Regions from separate parts of the Mus musculus genome. Here region 1 is linked to region 2. The links are chromatin contacts, called in public HiChIP or PLAC-seq maps. All regions are on one chromosome and are shown on one strand. Each heading gives the region's core, a stretch centred on a gene start, on an enhancer-like site or on the middle of the called end of the contact. The rest is flanking DNA. Distances are from core to core; before and after follow the strand shown. Region 1 holds the start of Cdk18 (cyclin-dependent kinase 18). Region 2 has its middle 19 kb from the start of Slc45a3.

Region 1 (6,258 bases), core at 3,616-6,115, 190 kb before region 2:
TGTCCTACCCAATCTTGCCGGGAGAGCCTCTCAGTGCCCTGCCTGCCCTGCCGGCCTCACCAGCATCCTCACCAAACACTGCTCCAGTCTTGTTGCTAAGGGACACCTTCCCATTTACTCAGGCTCTGTGGGATGGCTTTGTTGCCATGGCAATGCATCAATGTGGAGAGGGAGAGGGAGAGAGAGCATACTCTTGTGTGTGGTAAGTGTTGGGACTACTGCTGAATGCAGGGGTGGGGTTCTAATTTGATGATTGCCAGGGTCAACAAGGCAGGTGTGTCTACCCTGACTTAAAGCCTTCTGGGGACACAGTTATCATTCCACTGAAGTCTAGAGTTGTGTGTGTGTGTGTGTGTGTGTGTGTGTGTGTGTGTGTGTGAGCATGTGTGAGTGTGAGCATATGTATATGTGAGTGCAAGTGTGTGTGAGTGTGAGCATGTGTGTATGTGAGCGTGTGTGTGCATGTGTGTGTGTGTGTGTGTGTGTGTGTGTGTGTATGTGTGTGTGTGTGTGTATGTGTGTGTGCCAGAAGAGCTTTACAGCTGGCCAAGCTCTCCCTGTTGGATGCTGTGAGCCTTCTGGGGAAAGAAGTGGAACATGCTTGAACTTTGGGTTTACAGAAATTATTCAAATGTGCTGCCCACACAGTCTGGGAGGCAGAGCGGTTTCCAGATTCCCCATATATCCCTCAGGCACCTAAGGATGCCATCCAATCTGCAGAGCACTGACAAAGAGGGAGGGGTTGCCCTGCTCCTCACTCGGACCCTGTGATGCTCAGGTCTGCCAGAATCGCAGCACTGCAAGGGCCACCCTGGCCTCCCACGAGTCCTCAAGTTCTCCCCAAGAGGAGGGAAGGGGATGCTGAAGGAAGGACCCGAGGAGTGGGGCTCTTAGGACAGGGGTCGACAGTCTGCAAGAAGGGGAGAAGTATGGATGGGGGGCATATTTACATCTCGGAACTCACGGCAGCCTCGTGGGGGGTGGATCGTTACCATAGATAGAAAATAAGCCAGAGCTAGGACAGACCAAGGTGACACAGACTGTGGGGCTTCACAGCCCGAGGTCTTGATCAGAGGGCAGCAGAATAGATGTCCCACAGTAGCAGGAGGCACCGTTTAGTACTGCCAACAACTGAGCTGTCTGAAGAGATATGTGCAAGAAGATAGGTGTGGTTGAGTGGGGGACACGAGAGCTTTAAAGGAAGTCTTGGAAGGATGCAGACAGACAGCAGGAAATGATGGTTCAAGCTCCACATGTCACTTCCTATGCCCGGATGGGCGTGAAGTGCCCACTGCATACTCGTGACCCAGCTGGAGTCCTGCCAACATCAGACACTCACTCTTACCTAGTTAGCCCTTCTCCCCACTTACATGTCAGGGAATGCCAAGGCCCTGTGTGACTGGGCTCCACCATCTGAAGCCATTGGTGCCTTTATGTTTGTTTGTCTGTTTGTTTGTTTTTGAAACAAGCTCTAAGTAGCCCATGTTAGCCCCCAGCTCACTATCCTCTCGCCTCAGTTTTCCTAGAGTTGGGATAACAGGTGTTCCACCACACAGCTAAGACAATGCCTCAATTTACATTTTTATCATTTTTTATTATTGGTACTGGGATTTGAACCTAGGGCTTTGTGACTGCTGGGTAAGCTCTCTAACTACATTACAGCTCTAGCTCTTTATCCTTTAGATATCCAGCTTGGACTCAATCCCTAGACCAGATATGTCTTGAGCTTTCCACAGTTTTGCCTCTGCCTCCCAAGGAGCTGGAATCACAGCCATGAGCCCCTCTTAGACAATGCCTTTAAAGGGAGGTGAGCTCAGAATTCTGAGGGCAAATACACGCTGGAGACAGGATGATTTGACAGTCTTGGGCCAGGTCGCTGGCCTTATACTGTCTCCACTGTTACCTGTCCTTTGAGAAGCTGTGCTGGGACAGAATAAAGCTTCTGCCCTCTGCTCCGGACAATGTCGCCTTGACACATGACGGTCCCTCTTCACACCTCTCTCTCCGTGGACAGTGAACTGCATGAGAACAGGGCTTGAGCAGAAGGACCTAGGACAGTAGTATACAGCGAGGGCTTCTTAAATGCTTGTTGGGTGGACCAATGACGGTAACCATCTTTACTGCTTGTCAAGTCTGTGAACCAAGCCCTGGGCTAGGTCTTTAGCATTTATTGTCTCTGATTTGCACCACAGATGCATGAGATTAACTTTAGTGTCTTTGTCCTATAGGGTGTAAAATCAGGCTCAGAAAGGTTAGGTCACTTGCCCAAGGTCACACAGTAGTAAAGAGAGCTGAGTATGAAGGCACACTAAAGCCCCAGGGCCCTGTCCAGCCTGGACTCTCTTTACTCTTTTTTTTTCTGGTAGCACAGGCATACGGTTCTACGAATGTTCTAACCATCCCTCAAATCAGGTCCTCCTCTCTCTGCTACTGGGGTGCCACAGTCTAAGACTGTATCACTCGTCACCAGGCTTGACTTCTGACCTTGACCCCGGCCGCTGGAGAGGGTGCCCTAAGGTGACCTGGTGAGATCTCTTTCCTGAGCTGCTCCGTGCTGCTCCGTGTCACCCTGCTGAACCGTGAATCACCTCTGTTCTCTTCCTGTGACCCTCAGCTCAGACGGAGCACGGGGACTGTCCCCGGCGGTCACCCAGCACTGACCTCTGCACTGTATTAGTGCACAACGGGACCGTGTTCTGAAGGCTCAGTTGCCATCCTGTGGCTGCAGGGGGCAAAACCCTGGAGTCAGGGTCCGATGGTCACTGAGCATGGACCCCTGAGGGTAGTGGGGCCCCAGACCACCCTCTCTTCTCTTTGACTCTCAAGCTCCGAGATGAGTGACTTCAATCTTCCACCTGTTCCCAATCATGACATACACTGCCATAGTTCCAAAAGCGACAGTCATTTGTTCACAGACTGGACCCTCCAAAAGCATGCTCTCCTCCCCCTTCCTCCCTCTTCCCCCCTCCACATTCTCTTTATAAGCTGGTTACCTCAGGTGCTTGTTATAGCAATGGAAAGCAGACTTAAGCGTCTTTCTCATTTGCTTCCCTTCCGTACAAACTCCTGGAGGGGAGGGTCCAGGGTGTTATTTATCCTCTGGGCTCAGAAACCTGATTACTGCTTGACATGCAGAAGATGTTCAGAAACTGTTTATTGAGACCTTTTGACCTTACCCCCTGGCTCTCTGAAATTCTACCCTTTGGCCCCATCTTCTCTAATCCTCTAAATACTTAGGCATAGTCCAGCCCTCCAACCTTCCCTGGCATTGACATAGCCTCCCTGCTCCCTGTCTTTGTCATTGTCTTCCTCCTCCTCCTCCCTCCTTCTCCTCCCCCTCCCCCTTTCTTTTCCTCCTCCTCTTCTAGAGAGCATGTCTCACTCCGTGGCTGGCCTAGAATTCATTGGGGAAACCAGGCTGATCTTGAACTTATAGTGATCCTCCTGCCTCTTCCTCCTGAGTGCAGGCCCTCCCCACCACGCCTAAGCCTAGGTTTTCCTAGTTACTCATGGAACAGGACAGGTATCCTCTGTCCCAAATCCAGAGGCTTGGCTGTAGGCACTCTTTGCAGCCCTTCAGCTTGTAGCAGCCACAGCTGCATAAAACACTCATTCCCAGAAAAATCTCCATGCCCTGGTAGGGAAGGTAGCAAAGAGCTGGTAGGCCCTTGTGGGATGTCAGCCACCCATAAGTCACTCTCATGTGGCTGTGACCTCAGGACTCTGTCTTTTAGAAGAAAACTGTCCTCTTTCCAACACCACATTCTCCTCAAAGCAGCCTTCTCAAGGGCACCCAGATTGCAGAAGCTATGTGCCATATCTGCTAAAAGAACAGAGGGCAAGGACCTCTTTGATGTAGTCCCGGCAGAGCACCGGAAGCAAGGATAAAAAGGCCCCAGCATAAGAAGGCTGACCCTCAGCCCACCCCAGCGTTTTTGTGGCGTGCTTTAAACAAACAAAAGGTTTATTTATATTTAGCTTGTGTGCACGCGCGAATTTCGCCCACAGCTGTGTGTATCTAACACATATGTTCTTGGCACCATGGATCAGAAGGTGTCAGATTCCCTAGAACTGGAGCTATAGACAGTTGTGAGCAGTCATGCGGGTGCTGGAAACGGAACCGGGGTCCTCTGCAAGAGCAGTAACTGCTCAGGACTGCTTAACCATCTCTCCAGCGCCCCTGGTGGTGGTTTTTGACCCCTGACGTTAGACAGTGTGGGAGAATGATGTTTGACCTGGGTTCTAAGCCTTGTAGGACTTTGGGCTTCTTCAGTCTCCTTTCTGAGACTTAGTTTCCCCTTGTGTAAACCGAGACCTGACTTAGCATTGCCTATCTGCAAAGCTTCTTAGTTGATTCACTTGGCCAAAAAGGACAGAGTTGTTCCTCTTCATAGTGGAAGAGGGATGCTATGTGGGAAGGAACTCTTCCTCCAGGCCATGGAGAGGCAGAGATGGGGGAAGGGATCAGGGAGATATTATCAGGTAAGTGACAATTTCACACTCCATAAAAGAGAGGAGAATAGGCGAGGCCCTGTGCCCTGAGATCGCACATTAGCTCTTAGGTGCTAGGCGCTGCCCCCACTACCCTCCCCCCACCCCCCGAAATTGGCACTCAGCAGGTTGGGTAGAGACAGAGACCTGTCCGGTGTGGTCCAGGCTAAAGGGCCTCACCCTGTACTTAGTTTAGGGCCAGCTTATGAGGGGAACAGGAAGAAGCACAGGCCTTAGTTCCCAGAGTGGGAGAAAGGGGTGGCCCTGGGACAGAGGGAGAGCAAGGGATTGGCAGTGACTGTGGGCAGGGCCGGTCCGGACAAAGGCGGAGTCAACTTGTACACGTGAAAAACTCTGGCTGGGGCCCGGCTTTTGCCTTCCTCCTCCTCTTACCCACCTTCCTGCACCCCTCCCTTCTCCCTTCTCCCGCAGCTCAGGTTACAGCTTCTTTGGGGGGAAAACCGCTCACCTTTCCAGGGCCAGGAAGAGCCAGGGTCCCGAGTAGGGACCCCGGCGGGGCGCGGGGCAGGGCACCTAAGCCTGGCAGCGCGGCCGCGGAGGGCGGGAGCCGGCTCGCCACGACCGGGACACGCGCAGAGTCCGCCGCGGCGGCCAGAGAGGGGCACCGCGCCGGGCAAGCTGAGCAAAGGTAAGCCGGGCGGTCCTTAAAGGGGCCGACTGCCTTTGCGCTGGAGATTTGGGCAGAATTCCCCAGCTGCCATAGGCGATGGGCGCTCGGCAGGCGCGCTTGCGTTTTATTTTTTTATTATTTATTTATTTTTTTGGTGTGTGTGTGGGGTGAAGGATGCCCTGGGAAAGCCACTCCCAAGTTCCAGGTGCTGAGGCAGAACGCGTGCCCCGCGGGGACTCTGGATCCCGGACTCCCTTTGGCCCTGACCTCCGTCGGAACCCTACAAACGCAAAAGTTCCCCTCCCAGGCACAAGCCAGACGCTAAGTGCTTTCCTTATGGGAAGGACAAGGGTCAGGAGTCCCGATAACGAAGGGATTCAGGAGAGTGTAGGGCCAGATTGCCACCTCGAAGAGCTTTCTGGGCTTTCGTGAACTTTCCAGCCCCACAGGCCATGGGTGGTAGGCCAGAGACCTGGGGAAAACTGAGGACAGGTGAAGCCCCGAGCGCTGGCTGCGTGGTGAGGAGAGTCGCTAGGGAACGTGTCTCTTCTCTTGGGCTAAGTCCAGAGAAGCAATGATCCTCCCCTCCTGTGGACAGCGGTTGATAGCGTGTGGGAAAGGAGGGTGGGTGGCTCGCTCTTCAAACGCATGGCTTGACTGCTCTGTTTGGAGGTCACAAACAGGACTCTGAAAATGGGGTGGGTCAGAGGCTCTGTTCCACGCGGTTGGGGGACAGGCCCCTGATGGCCTTGGGGTTGTTTTCCCTGTACTGAGGGGTCAGCACCCCTCTAGGCTCCAGCGGCCTCATATATTTCTCTTAAGCTTTCCCAGGAGCAGGGGTAGAATTGTGGGATAGGGGCAGTCCTCAGAACCTTCTGAGTTCTGGCTGCTGCCATCTGCCCCTCTTTGTCATCCCAGCTCGGCCTTGAGCAATCTTCCCCAGCCTACCCAGCTGTGTTGTGTGGCCTGGGCCCCGTGGGTCGCAAAGCCCCCACCCTATCAGATGTGAGATTCAATGGAGGCACATAGCCCACAGTGAGGCGGGGTAGGTGGGGATCCAAATCCTTGTGTCTCAAGAACGCATGTCTTTGTCATGCCTTGGGCCTGGGATAGCTTCTGGGGTGTGGCCAACAGGC
Region 2 (6,093 bases), core at 228-2,727:
AACCCCACATAAAGGTGGAGAGTTTCTCCTGGGTCTTTGGGTCTTCCATCTGAAGGTTCGCACATCACATAAAACTTTGATGAGGCCAGGCGTGGTGGCACATGCCTTTAATCCCAGCACTCGGGAGGCAGAGGCAGGCAGATTTCTGAGTTCGAGGCCAGCCTCGTCTACAAAGTGAGTTCCGGGATAGCCAGGGCTATACAGAGAAACCCTGTCTCGCCACCCCCCCCCCCCAAAAAAAAAAAAAAAAACCACGTTGATGACATAAATCTGTTTTGTTTCATTGACATGCCTTTTGTTTTAACAAAGGGCGAGGACAGGGAACTGAGAGTTGTCTGGATGCAAATATGGGCCAGTCTTAGTAGATGAATGGCCTGGTGAGCTGGGTGAGCTGCAATGGTCAATACGGAAAGCAAAGGGCTTCCTTTGGGCTCCTCTGAGTTGTGTTTGGAACGTGGAGGTCAAACGCTGAGATTCTTCACATCAGCCTGCTCTACTCTTGACCCTCAGAAGGGGCCTCTGGGACAAAAGCATCCAATCAGGAACCAGTTAGGTTGATAGTTCTCAACTCAAGGCAGTTTTGTCTGTTTGTGCATCTGGAGACAGTTTTTGATTATACCATGAGGGAGGGTGTTGTTAGCACCTACTGAGTGAAGGTCACATGTGCTGCTAAAACATCCTTCAGCACAAAGAATTGGCCTCCGGCAGAGTCAAGGTTGGGAGGCCCTGATCTAGATAAACCAGTTCCTCTGAGGTTTCAGTTCTGAATTCCTCTTTCCTCTTCTATTCCAAAAGGAGGAATGAGGCAAGCTAGATTTCTAGCATTTGGGAGGCTGAGGCAGGAGGATTAAGAGTTTGGTATTCTGCAAACTCTACAGGGAGCCAGAGGTACCTAAAATTGTACTGGAGGGATATCTCAAGTGTAGCCCACTCCACGAGACTCAGGCAGACTCAGCCAGGATCCAGCAAAAGAGAAGGAAGAGAGAGGCTTCTCACCGGAGGCATCTGCTCACCCTTCCCCCTCCACTTCAGCATCAGAGAGTGAGGACCAGGTAGGAGCTCATGACAATGTGTTCCTTATCAGACTAGGGGATACTAGTTTTCTGCCACTCCCACCTGCTTACCACTCATGGTCCCTAAACCGGAAGATCTGACCAGTCAAGAGGATCCTGGGAAGTAGGCCTGGCTTGTACCCTTACTAGATTCTAGGACATTCCAACCAAAGCCCTTCTCTGGATCACTCCACATGCATAAAGACATACAGAAGCACCGTGTTTACCAGGTGGTTCTCAGGATCAGAACAAACAGACAGACAGTACCTAAGGCAAGGCATGCAGGGGCCCATGGGGGTGGGGGTGGGGGTGGGTGGGTGTGTGTAGGTAGTGGGGGAGGGAACACTGAGCGGAAGGCTGTGTGAGTCCCAGCTGGCACTCCCTTTTGCTTATTCACCTAATGACGCCATCCTTCCACCCTTAGAGAAAACAGTCAGAAAGATAACTTCCCTGTGCAACAAGAGCAGACGGCACTGTGGCTCGGCTCCTGTGGCACTGTGGCTCGGCTCCTGTGCCTTGCTTCTGCTCCATGTTATTACCCTCTCAGGCTCCAGGGGAAACCCTTCTGCAAACGTTCACAAGGTCTCATCACAGCACTGATGAGAAGCAGCCAGCTCACTGCAGTAAAAAACCCTGGAACTCAGGAAGACTAAGGATCTTACTGAGGCCCTGGCTGGTTAGTGGAGAAACAAACCCAGGCCCTTGAGCTTTTCTCTAGATGCTACTACGGCCATGTTCCTTTCATTTAGCTTCTGGCTGCCTGGTGCTTCTGCCAGAAGCTGTTCTGGGACACATGTGATGGGAACCAAATTGCAATCGATCCCAATTGACTTTAGTCAATCAATATTTGCCCAGTGTTGGGGTATCAGGCTATCCGTGATGTAGGTGGGGAGCACACTGTTTAACCATTTCTAGATTTCAGTTTCTTCCTAAGGACGGTCATGTTACCTTGTTAGATGAAACTGTATGTGTGCTATACACCGCTCTTGAATATGATCACCTGAAGGTATTTGTCCAGTTGTCTTTCTAGAGTGGGAAAAATAATTCAAATAAGGCCTGACTCTGTAGGGAACCTAATAGTAGATGGGATTCTTGGTGAGTTAGTGGGTATGTGGTGCCTGCACACAGATGTACAGGTGGGTATGCCTATGCACACACATATGGAACCCAGAGTAAGATATAGGGTGGATTTTTTTTTTTTTTTTTTTTTTTGTAAAAACAAGCTGTGTGCTGTGTAGCCCTGGCTGTCTTAGAACTTGCTCTGTAGACCAGGCTGGCCTTGAACTCAGAGATCTGCCTGCCTCTGCCTCCTGAGGACTGGAATAATTAAAGGCAGTGCACCAGGTGGCATCAGGTCTTTTCTATTGCTCTCAGCTTTACTTCCATTGAGATGGGGTGGCAGTGAACCAGGAGTTCACTCTTGTGATGAGGATGGCCATCAGCAATCAAGCTTGCTGGATTCATCTGTCTCTGAGAACCAATGCTGGGGTTGTTTGTTATGTAGGGGCTAGGCACTCGAACTTAGGTCCTTGTGTTTGCAGAGCAAAAGTTCATACCTATGTAACAATCTTCTCAGCCCCCTCTTTTAAGATTTATTTATTTGTGTGCATGTGCACACAGACTGGTCCACATGGAGGGCCCAGCTTTCTGGAGTCAGTTCTCTCCTCTTACCATATGAATTTCAAGTGGAATTTAGCTAGGTGGTCAGTCTCAACAGCAAGCAGCTTTATCCACTGAGATATCTTGCCAGCACTGTATTGGTGTTTTGGTTTTTTTCTTGTTTTTTGTTTTTTCCTTGCTAAGGACAAACTCACCAAGAATTCTACCTACTATTAGACAAACACCTTCAGGTGATCATAACCAGGAGTGGCTCACACCATACATACTGCTTCATGGAACAACGTAACATGGCTGTCCTTAAAGTCTCATTCTGTAGCCCAGGCTAACCTAGAAATCACTATGCAACACACACTGCCCTCAAACCTGCAGCTTCTGCCTCAGCCTCTGGTGTGGTGGGGTTCCAATTACAAGCCAGCCACCATGCCCACTTAGCAGACAAGATTTTGGAGTCACAGGATAAAAGGCAGAGGAGTCAGAAGAGGTGTGTAACAGAGGGACAGATGAAAAATAGGTCACCTCTATCCCTGGTGACTCCAACAGGCGAATGAAATATCCAGGAAAGAAACTGATTTACTTCCAGGCCAGAGAGATGTCTCCGTGGGTAAAGGCACTTGATGTGTGAGCCTGAAGACCTGAAGTCAATCCTTAGAACTCATGGAAAGTGGGGGAGAGAGCCAACTCCACAAAGTTGTCATCTGGCCTCTATCCACATGGGTGGCATACACACACACACACACACACACACACACACACACACACACACAAATATTTGTCAGTATTGGCAAATGAGTATGAGGTGGTAAGAGATTTCACTGGTGCTGTTAACTGAACCATCGGCCTCATGACACCAAAACTGTCTGTGCCAGTCACCTTACTCTAAAGGCGGCGGGGGTGTGGGGAAGAGAAACGAGGAGGAAGATGGGCGAGAAACAGTGAAACTGAGTCCAGCTGATCCTTGCGCGTACTTTACATTGGAAATGGCCAACAGAGTCAACAGCAGGGCTTGTTTAACTTGAACTTCTAGGTCCTATGCCCAGTTTGAGATTCAGCAGGTCAAGGATTTTACAGTTCAGACAAGTTCCCAGCTAAGACTGAGGCTACTAGCCAGGGCCATGTTTGGAGAAGCCCTGATATAAAACACTTTTATGGGCAGCCAGAGTATCAATTTGCAGAGTCCTTCCTTAATACCTCACTCTCCAACTGCTCTGCTCTGCCTCTGGAGTTAGAAAAGGGAGATGAATATGCTTAAATTCCAAACATCATCCTGACCTGGGCGCGGTGGCACATACCTCAAAGTCTAGCACTGGGGAGCCTGAGGCAGCTTGGGCTACTGTCTGAGGCAAGACTGTCTCAAAAGTGAAATAAGACATTAAAACCTGAGCATCAATTCTACAAGAATTGGACAGAGCCACGTATAGAGGAAGAACACTATCCTAGTTTTCAGGGTTTTTTTTGTTTTTTTTTGTTTTTTTTTTGTTTTTTTCAGTACCACGCTCTTAATGGGAACAAAAAATACAGTTCTCACGACCTTAAACGCTGACACTTGTTCAAAATGTCTAGTGAGGGGAAGCGCGTGTCATGCACATTAACGGAACTCAGTGATAGCAACTGAGCAGAGAAAACTGAAAATCTGACTAAAGCCAAAACGAACAGCCAGATAACACAAGAGGAACTTAGGACTCCTGGGAGTTATCTATCTAAAACACTGCAGCGATGCTCACAATGATCTGAGGGAAGAGCTGCTGCATGATAACTGGTTCCTGACCAACTGCATTTACACAGGCTGACCACTGCCCAACAGACGTAAATCACACTCTTTACTATCTGTTGAAACTTAGTCTTTGTTCCCTGCAGATTGAAGAACTCGTGGGGGGCGGAGGCATCCATCTTGTGGCTTGTCCCTGGGTTCAGCTGCCAAAATATTAGTCATAAAGGGGCTCGTGATTAGGCCCCAGAAAAAGCATTTCCCGCCTGGCTTTAACATTTGAGAACACAGGGCATCACATTTCATCAGCTAAGTGGTTCTGCAGGGGACTGAGAGTCTACTTTTGTGTTTTGCTTTCTATTTAAATTCCAAATGCAAAGGACACCAAAATAGGCTCATTTCACATACCAAAAAAATATGTCATTTTTCTTCATTGCTGGGGATAGAAGCCATGACCTCACAGAACACAATAAGCAGTAAGTGCCTAACCACTGAGCTCTACTCCCTAGCCCTGAACAAGTATTTCTAATCTGTGTTGCAGACCCACATTAACACTTCTCATATTAGTTAGAATATGTTATCTATATAACTAGGGATACAGTTTGGAATCACTGGGTAAAATTCCCTTTTCCTACAAGAAACTAAAAAGATGAACATCAATCGTTCTGTGTACTGATACTAAGAAAAACCACCCCAAACTCCACCTTAGTAATTCAGGTGACTTGGATGCCACTGTCTTTCCCTGTAAAAACCACTCCTAGTATGGGCCTGTTAAGGATTACCTTTCTGCTGGGCAGTGGTGGCGCATGCCTTTAATCCCAGCACTTGGGAGGCAAAGGCAGGTGGATTTCTGAGTTTGAGGCCAGCCTGGTCTACAGAGTGAGTTCTAGGACAGCCAGGGCTACACAGAGAAACTCTGTCTTGAAAAAAAAAAAGGAAGAAAGAAAAAAAAAAAGATTACCTTTCTGTAAGTATATGTTCCTACTTATAAATAACTCATCTATACTTGACAATGCTAAAGGCTTCGGTGTGGCAGGAACAGGGCGTTAGTCTCTAGGGTACCTTGCTTGGAGATAAAACTGCATTTCTGTGAAGCTGGTGAGTCTGTAGTGCCAACAGCAAGGCTGTGCAGACAGAGCCTGATTTCCAGCCTCCCTTGGGCTACTTGTCCCTTTGAAGCAGAAAACTGGTCCCTGTCCTTTATAACCTCATCATAGAAGAAGGCAGGAGAGTTGAGGGGTGGGGAGGCTGGTGACTTGCTCAAGATCTTCCTGTAACTTGATCTTCTGACTTACTGAGACCAGTCACAACCCTTCTCTGAAGCCACTGGGTCACAGTGGTACATGTACATGTGTTGGGGTGTGGGAAATCAAACCTTGTGCTACAATGAATACCCTGGGAGACTCCGCTGTTCTCATACCTTCTTGTTTTCTAAACTGCTCAGGTTAGTTTTCCGGGATAATCTAATTATCTATATTGAGCTTTAGTTCCTTAAGCCATAAAATACTGGACATGCCAATGTTCAGAGTCCTAAACTGCTCTTGGACTCATTCCTGTCAAGATATCTGATGTACTGGTGTGTGTGCAGCTGGTATGTGAGAATAGAGCTGCCATGATTTCCACTGTCAATAAAAATTGCCTGCCAATTATGAGGAATGGGCATTCTAGGAACTGTTGTTGTCACTGCCTGGCATTGCTAGTGTGGCCCCACTCAGA

The links. HiChIP or PLAC-seq counts read pairs in DNA pulled down with a chosen protein or histone mark.
Region 1: an HNF4G HiChIP or PLAC-seq map of pancreatic cancer cells shows a contact between it and region 2. The contact joins the promoter of Cdk18 here to the enhancer-like site in region 2. A contact is called at or near these places in 2 of 39 promoter capture datasets (the SN4741 cell line and neural stem cells), 1 of 484 Hi-C or Micro-C datasets (Sertoli cells), 3 of 115 datasets of contacts at active chromatin or transcription factors (bone marrow-derived dendritic cells, embryonic stem cells and pancreatic cancer cells) and 2 of 9 other capture datasets (liver and pancreatic islet).

The regions. Positions count from the first base shown.
Region 1 is chr1:132,138,292-132,144,549 of GRCm38.p6, reverse strand. Cdk18 (cyclin-dependent kinase 18) reads left to right here and starts at 4,865. Exons shown (of 16, transcript NM_008795.2): 1 at 4,865-5,140.
Region 2 is chr1:131,941,240-131,947,332 of GRCm38.p6, reverse strand. No RefSeq gene overlaps it. Among named protein-coding and RNA genes, the nearest start is that of Slc45a3, 19 kb to the left of the region's middle. Within about 2 kb of position 1,477, at least 20 of the 459 cell types and tissues checked have an H3K27ac peak or open chromatin away from gene starts, as enhancers often do. A contact at or near this core is called in pancreatic cancer cells, where this site is marked.